Regions from separate parts of the Ovis aries genome. Here region 1 is linked to region 2. Evidence: chromatin contacts called from public Hi-C data. All regions are on one chromosome and are shown on one strand. The core of a region is the stretch at or near the end of the contact, and the rest is flanking DNA. Distances in the headings are between cores, read along the strand shown.

Region 1 (3,949 bases), core at 888-3,387, 330 kb after region 2:
AATCACATGGACAGAGAAGCCTGATGAAATATGTTCATGGGGTCACTAAGTGTTGGACAGGTCTTAGCGAGTAAACAAAAACAACAAATCCAGATGCCCGGGATACAAAAGTGAGTAATATTGGGTTCCTTCTTTTTCGGGGGTTAAGAATCTATTGGGGAGCAGCTAGATAAGAGGATGGTTAAGTAAAGGGAGAATTAGATAGAGACCACAAGTATTGTGATCATGTATTGCTATAAAGGCATCTTCTGCTCCTGCTGCTGCTAAGTCGCTTCAGTCGTGTCCAACTCTGTGCGACCCCATAGACAGCAGCCCACCAGACTCCCCCATCCCTGGGATTCTCCAGGCAAGAACACTGGAGTGGGTTGCCATTTCCTTCTCCAATGCATGAAAGTGAAAAGTGAAAGTGAAGCCACTCAGTCGTGTCTAACTCTTAGCGACCCCACAGACTGCAGCCCACCAGGCTCCTCCATCCATGGGATTTTCCAGGCAAGAGTACTGGAGTGGGGTGCCATTGCCTTCTAGTGGAGCACAAAGAAGGAGCATGTATCTAGATCGAACTGGTAGCTGCAATGTTAGAAAATAATTACTGGAGGAGGTGTATGAGCTGAATTTGAAGTAGTGACTTATTGGAAACAGTGGGGAGAAGGGCATTCCAGTTAAGGGGAGCACCAGCTCCCACACACAGCATCACCCACTACCACCACTGCTTTGGGAAGCTGAGACCTCTAGAATCAAAGCAGGAAAAAGTTGTTAAAATATGAGGTCTTAGATAACAAGTGATTGATTCAGGCCCGAGTGATCTGCCAAAGCATGCAGAATCACAAGGGACGGCAGCATACAGAATCCTGGACGTCAGAGGGCAGGACTGGTGGTGGGGAGCTTGTTTCCGATCCTTGAGAAAAGGCTGCTTTTCATACTGTTTCGGTCCATATGCTCGATATGGGCTGCTGCTGCTGCTGCTAAGTAGCTTCAGTCATGTCCGATTCTCTGCGACCCCATAGACGGTAGCCCACCAGGCTTCCCCGTCCCTGGGATTCTCCAGGCAAGAGCACTGGAGTGGGTTGCCATTTCCTTCTCCAATGCATGAAAGTGAAAAGTGAAAGTGAAGTCGCTCAGTCGTGTCCAACTCTTAGTGACCCCATGGACTGCAGCCTACCAGGCTCCTCCATCCATGTGATTTTCCAGGCAAGAGTACTGAAGTGGGGTGCCATTGCCTGCTCCATGGGTATGGGCAGGTACCATCAAGTATCCAGAAGCCTGTGCATGACATCCTCTCAATCTATCCGAAACTTCTCAGTGAACTCACCCAAATATTGAAGTACTTGTAAGCTCAGAGATATCAATGATCGTGTTATTTAAAATTGTAAATTAATGGCCTACAATAGGGAAAATGCTTCAAGAGGTTTGGAACAACTTCTGGGTGAACCGTTAAGTTCCATAGACATGGAAAATGATGATTCTGGAAATGGTGCAGTATGTGAAGAAAAAAAAAAAACTTGTGAAAAAAATCATGATTTAAGCCTGCAGGAAAAATATTAATACTCAGAAAAAAAAAGTTCAACTGCTAATGTTTTTTCTCCGTTGTTTACATTTTATATCACGTCCTTAGTTACTTTTATGATAATATTTTTTAATATAATGTAGCCCAAAGGTGAAATATAGCTTCCCTGGTGGCACCAGTGGTAAAGAACCTGCCTGCCAATGCAAGAGATGTCAGAGATGCAGGTTCGATCCCTGCGTCAGGTAGTTCCCCTCGAGGAGGGCCTGGCAACCCACTCCAGTATTCTTGCCTGGAGAATCCCATGGACAGAGGAATCTGGTGGGCTACAGTCCATGGAATCACAAAGAGTTGGACATTACTGAAGTGACAGCATGCACGCAAAGGTGAAATATGGGTGCTGATTAAGGAAGAAGCAAAGAACCCTAAATAAATAATCACCCTTTTGTACGTTTGTTTCCGATATTTCAGATTCCGCTTTCCCCCTAATTGTATTTCAGTTTGTGTGGTATATTTGTTTTGCTTGTTAAGTCTGTCCTGCGTCTTGCCCTTGCCCACACCCCTCTTCCCACCCTGGCTCTGTGGGATGCATTGTGATGTCTGCCTGCTAATTTTGCTGTGACTGGGGCTGGTGTCTGGTTGGTGATTCATGTTTGTTCCTAAGTTGTACATCTGTGTTGGTTGCTTTGAAACATGCCCCAGGGAATATGAAAGGCCCTTTGTCTCCCTGAAACTGCTTCTTTGCCCCCAGGGAATTCTTCTTTGGCTTCTGAATTCTGGCAAGCTCTTCTATGAATTTAGGCAGGGTAAAAAAGAAAAAAGGAAACAAAGGGAAGCAACAGGGAGAGAGTTTTAGGGTCTGGGTCTAGTCCCTGCTTACCTGGCAGGACCAAACCTCCTGGATACAAAAATTGGGGGGCACATGCTTTGTGACATCTACTTAAAAGGTAATACTTGTGGAGTTGTTTTCTTCCCACTAGGAGTTCCTGCCTGCAGCAGGAAAGAGGGCAGATTGAGCCCTGATGGAAACCCTCAATGGAAAAAGTTCTGAGAGTTTGGTAGGCATACCCACTTGGCAACTCTTCTAAGAGTTTAGCACAGATATACACAGAAGTGACATTCATAATATTTAATGACTGGTACCACATGGACACTGACCAACTAAATGGACACAGGCCACCGTGCTGAAGCTGGAGGCCCCCTGCTGTTCCAGACATCAACCCTTTAGTTACTGGATAACCAGGAGGTCCAGCAGCTCCTGGAGGGTCTGGGGGCAAGGGCTGGCTGCCAGCCGTTACCAAAGTATTTCAGTGTTTTAATACCAATTAAGGATATATAGACAGAGACCAAATGAATTACCGCATGGTTACTCATAGAAGTTCAAAGCTTATGCCCACTCTTAAGCTTTATGTAGTCCCATCTTTACCTATTAAGAGCCTGCCGTCTTTGTCTTAAAGAAGAGTTCAGAGCCGACGTCAAGACCTAGTCGTACTACAGGCTCCAGGTGGCACGAAGAAGTCCTTATCCACAAAGGAGCTCTTTATTTTGCTCAACGACTAGTATAGATCTCACCCAAGGGAAATTTGTAAGTCAGCTGACATTATATTTTCACTTGCTGCAATATATTTGCCTTACAACATAGGTTTACCTCCGGGCAGGCTGGCAAACAGGCTGAAATGTGTGAGTGATTGCCCACCTGCCTGCTTGCCTGCAGAGTCTGAAAGACTGTCCCATCCCAGACCATGAGCCTGCTGTGAAAATCCATCTGCAGTACCATGAAAGCCCAAATACATATATTGGATTGTTATGGCTCTTCCTTGTCCTTTTCATGGGAGATTCTCACTTGCTGCTTCTTATCAGACACCTAGAGTCTGCGGGTTGGCTAACATCAGCAGCTTCTCGGAATGGTCTCTGGGGAAGCATTGTAACCCCGGATTCTCTCATTTCTTCTTTCCCTGTTTCAGTGAAACCTAAGCTTCAGCATAATTTGCTGCCTCCCCTGCCTTCACTCCAGATAACGGCCAGGGTTGCTCATAATCCGACTGACTCTCTACATACCAAACACAACTTTTGTCTGAATGTAGAGACTGAAAGGAAATTTCACTCTACCCAGAAAGCCATTCAGGAGCTCTGTGATTACAGAAGTCTGAGGTTGTAGAAGACTGAGTTGGAAAACTTGGATTTTCCAATTCTCCTTGCACATTTACTAACCTGCGCCTTCGTGCAGGCACTTAAAATCTCTCAAAGCCTCATCTTCCTCAAATGTAGAGTGGAATCATACTGTGGAGTTCACAGGGTCATAATAAGAGTTGTAAATGAAATAATAAATGAGAAAGCTATCTGTAAACTAAAAGCATCCACCACAAGAACATAGGCTGTAAGAACTAGTGAAGAAAAAGAATCACAAATGGAGAAATAAATCAAGGCAGCTGGATGACCACAGTAGTG
Region 2 (4,083 bases), core at 319-2,818:
TGGCTTTATGGACCAAGACCAGAACTTGGCTGGATTACACTACTGGTATTACTGCTTCTCCAACTTGCAGATGGCAGGTGTACTATTTTCTAACCCTCATAATGGTGTGAGCCAGTTTTTATAATAAATGTCCATATTTTATATATGTATAAAATATACACATATATAATATATCCATATATGTATGTCTACGTATGTTCTGTTTCTCTAAAAATTTTGACTATACAGCTACCTAGTAAAATACAATAATGCTATGTAAGGTCTAAGTTTTATTATTGCATTTATTATCTTTTGTTCTTTGCATCTGAGCAATAATTTAGTGCCTTGTGTCTGAGAATCTTCATCTCAACAGAACTGTGGAGATCCCAGAAGATTCGAGTCCCTTTTAGAATTGTCTTTGACTGTAGGAGTGAATGAGTGACTGAGGAGGGAGCATTTGCTTTAGTGTGGTAGCGCAGTGCATTCACATAACACATTTTCCTCTGAGGCGCTCAGGGCAAAGACGGTGGGTTACTATCTGCATTACCTGACAGTGGCAGATATGAAAGATGGCATCTGAACCTTTGAAGAAGAGAAAACATGTCCACAAGCATCTTTTTTGATGCAAGAACAAATTGCTGAAGTAGGTTGTCCATGATTGCTAATGGTTGAACTCTTTGAACCAGCATTGTTTATTCCTGAACCTGGACTGTTTCTTTTGAGGTTAACATCACTTTAGGAGTCAGGCTTGAATTTTTGTCCCAGGGTTGCCATGGGACAATTTTTGTCCCAGGCTCTTGGCTTTAGGAAAACTCTCTGAGCCTCCAGAGAAGGCAATGGCAACCCACTCCAGTACTCTTGCCTGGAAAATCCCATGGACGGAGGAGCCTAGTGGGCTGCAGTCCATGGGGTCGCTGAGGGTCAGACACGACTGAGGAACTTCACTTTCACGTTTCACTTTCATGCATCGGAGAAGGAAATGGCAACCCCCTCCAGTGTTCTTGCCTGGAGAATCCCAGGGATGGGGGAGCCTGGTGGGCTGCCATCTATGGGGTCGCACGGAGTCGTACACGACTGAAGTGATTTAGCAGCAGCAGCAGCAGCAGCAGCAGCAGCAGCCTGATCCTCAGATTCTTCATCTGTGAAAGAAAAATAAGAATAATATAAACTTCTTGGAATTATTAAATAGATAAACTAATGTGTTTATACGTATATGTGTATGTAGGCATGTGTATACTCTTTTTTTTCTGGTACACATACCCATTCAGTGTACTCTGCTCTGTGACCAGTCTGTAACTCAGAGCCATCTGCAATTCTGAACAGTGCCCATGGAGACCACTGGGTGTCTCTACAAAGCTTGAATTTTAAGAATAAGAAAAAAGATGGTTGTGAGCATGTTTTAGAAACTGTAAAGCTTTGTAAAAAATAAGATTATAATGGTTCCTTCGTTGAACTCAACTTCTATTAATACTTGATACATACCTATGCTTTTGCATTTATCTAGTTTGTTCAAATCTAAACATTTACAGAGCACCTAATATATCCTAGGGAAATGTTCATTCACTTTACAGTGTGCACTGCTCTAGGGACTGAATATTCAGCACTGAACAAAGTGGACTAATCGTTTGCCTCTGGAGCTTATGTTTGTAAGGGTGACGGGAAGCAGGCATGCACACACGTGTAGAATAGTAGAATGTTTGGTAATAATATGAAGGAAAAAATGAAGCTTGGTAAAATAGAGAATCATAGTGGATGCCATTTTAGGTAATAGACCTTAAAGGTCATCTTTGAGAGGATTAGAACTGAGCAAAAAAACTGAATTAAATAAAGGAATGAACCACATATATATCCAGAAAAAGTGAGCACTCGTCAGAGAGAACAAAACGTAAAAGGCCTTCAAAGCAAGATGTGTGGTTATTATGTTTGAGAAACAGCAAAGAATATCGTGGGCAAACCATACACATTGATAGGGTTTTCTATATAATTCATTGTCTTTTGGGGAGACAATATCTATTATAATATTATACCTTTGTAGCTCCTTTCTGTAAGTGTATTCACCTAAATATTCTGTTACAATAATTAGTACTTATTGAGTACTCATTGTATTCTGAGTTAGTCCTTACAACCCTGCCTACCATATAAATATAATTACCCCCGATTATTCAGAGACTCTAAAGAGCTTCTGAAGGTAACATACCCAGGGAGTTGGTGAGGCAACACTTGGCCTTGTTTGAAAGTGCAGTAACTCAATGGGAAGACAGATGAGTAAAAGATAATGAAGTAATTTTTAAGGAATCTCCACACTGTTCTCCATAGTGGCTGTACTAGTTTGCATTCCCACCAACAGTGTAGGAGGGTTCCCTTTTCTCCACACCCTCTCCAGCATTTATTGCTTGCAGATTTTTGGATCGCAGCCATTCTGACTGGTGTGAAGTGGTACCTCATTGTGGTTTTGATTTGCATTTCTCTAATAATGAGTGATGTTGAGCATCTTTTCATGTGTTTGTTAGCCATCTGTATGTCTTCTTTGGAGAAATGTCTATTTAGTTCTTTGGCCCATTTTTTGATTGGGTCGTTTATTTTTCTGGAGTTGAGCTGCAGGAGTTGCTTGTATATTTTTGAGATTAGTTGTTTGTCAGTTGCTTCATTTGCTATTATTTTCTCCCATTCAGAAGGCTGTCTTTTCACCTTGCTTATATTTTCCTTTGTTGTGCAGAAGCTTTTAATATTAATTAGATCCCATTTGTTTATTTTTGCTTTTATTTCCAGCATTCTGGGAGGTGGATCATAGAGGATCCTGCTGTGATTTATGTCTGAGAGTGTTTTGCCTATGTTCTCCTCTATGACCCAGCAATCCCACTTCTGGGCATACACACCGAGGAAACCAGAATTGAAAGAGACACATGTACCCCAATGTTCATCGCAGCACTGTTTATAATAGCCAGGACATGGAAACAACCTAGATGTCCATCAGCAGATGAATGGATAAGAAAGCTGTGGTACATATACACAATGGAGTATTACTCAGCCGTTAAAAAGAATTCATTTGAATCAGTTCTGATGAGATGGATGAAACTGGAGCCGATTATACAGAGTGAAGTAAGCCAGAAAGAAAAACACCAATACAGTATACTAACACATATATATGGAATTTAGGAAGATGGCAATGACGACCCTGTATACAAGACAGGGAAAGAGACACAGATCTGTATAACGGACTTTTGGACTCAGAGGGAGAGGGAGAGGGTGGGATGATTTGGGAGAATGACATTCTAACATGTATACTATCATGTGAATTGAATCGCCAGTCTATGTCTGACGCAGGATGCAGCATGCTTGGGGCTGGTGCATGGGGATGACCCAGAAAGATGTTATGGGGAGGGAGGTGGGAGGGGGGTTCATGTTTGGGAATGCATGTAAGAATTAAAGATTTTAAAATTTAAAAAATAAAAACTAAAAAAAAAAAAAAAGATAATGAAGTGATAGGAGCAATGGAAAGTTACCAAGAGCAGGTGACATGTGACCTGTGACATGTGATTTGGAGGATGAGGTTGGATTCTTAAAGGAAGAGAAGATGGGGATGAGAGTGGAGAGAGAATCTCCTGGTAGAAAACAAAGCAATGGGGGCTTCAAAGAGCATGGTTTATGGAAAAAATAACACAGTTGAGCGTAGCTGAAGGATCTGTAGCTCTAAGTGTAATAGATACGTTGTGGTGCCTGCAAGTGCCAGGACAAAGGTCTTCTACCGTGATTAGAAGGAGATGGAACCCTGACGAAAAGGCAGCAGAGACTCTGGTATTACCAGGGACATAAAACTGTGTGACTTGGCTTGAACATGTGAGATGGCTGAATCAGATTCTCTCTTTCAAAATTTTGAAACAAAGATACCAAGACTACTGCTAGTCTATAACTTCCCTAGAATAGAGAAGTTATCTGAATTTGGGGGCTTAGGAAGTTATCTGAGGTCATGTGAAACTGTTCCAAATTGGGAAAGGAGTACGTCAAGGCTGTATGCTGTCACCCTGCTTATTTAACTTATATGCAGAGTACAACATGTGAAATGCCAGGCTGGATGAATCACAAGCTGGAATCAAGATTGCTGGG

Evidence for each region. A called contact is a pair of places that touch in the nucleus more often than the background predicts.
Region 1: a contact with region 2 is called in a Hi-C map of hypothalamus, with 14 times the contacts expected there. The contact joins two enhancer-like sites. A contact is called at or near these places in 8 of 16 Hi-C or Micro-C datasets (hypothalamus, liver, omental adipose tissue and 3 more).

What each region holds. Positions count from the first base shown.
Region 1 is chr1:41,887,719-41,891,667 of ARS-UI_Ramb_v3.0, forward strand. All of the region lies in intron 3 of PDE4B (phosphodiesterase 4B), which reads left to right. Among named protein-coding and RNA genes, the nearest start is that of SGIP1, 300 kb to the right of the region's middle. Within about 2 kb of position 2,138, at least 9 of the 54 cell types and tissues checked have an H3K27ac peak or open chromatin away from gene starts, as enhancers often do. A contact at or near this core is called in hypothalamus, where this site is marked.
Region 2 is chr1:41,555,028-41,559,110 of ARS-UI_Ramb_v3.0, forward strand. All of the region lies in intron 3 of PDE4B (phosphodiesterase 4B), which reads left to right. Among named protein-coding and RNA genes, the nearest start is that of TRNAS-GGA, 4.9 kb to the left of the region's middle. Within about 2 kb of position 1,569, at least 7 of the 54 cell types and tissues checked have an H3K27ac peak or open chromatin away from gene starts, as enhancers often do. A contact at or near this core is called in hypothalamus, where this site is marked.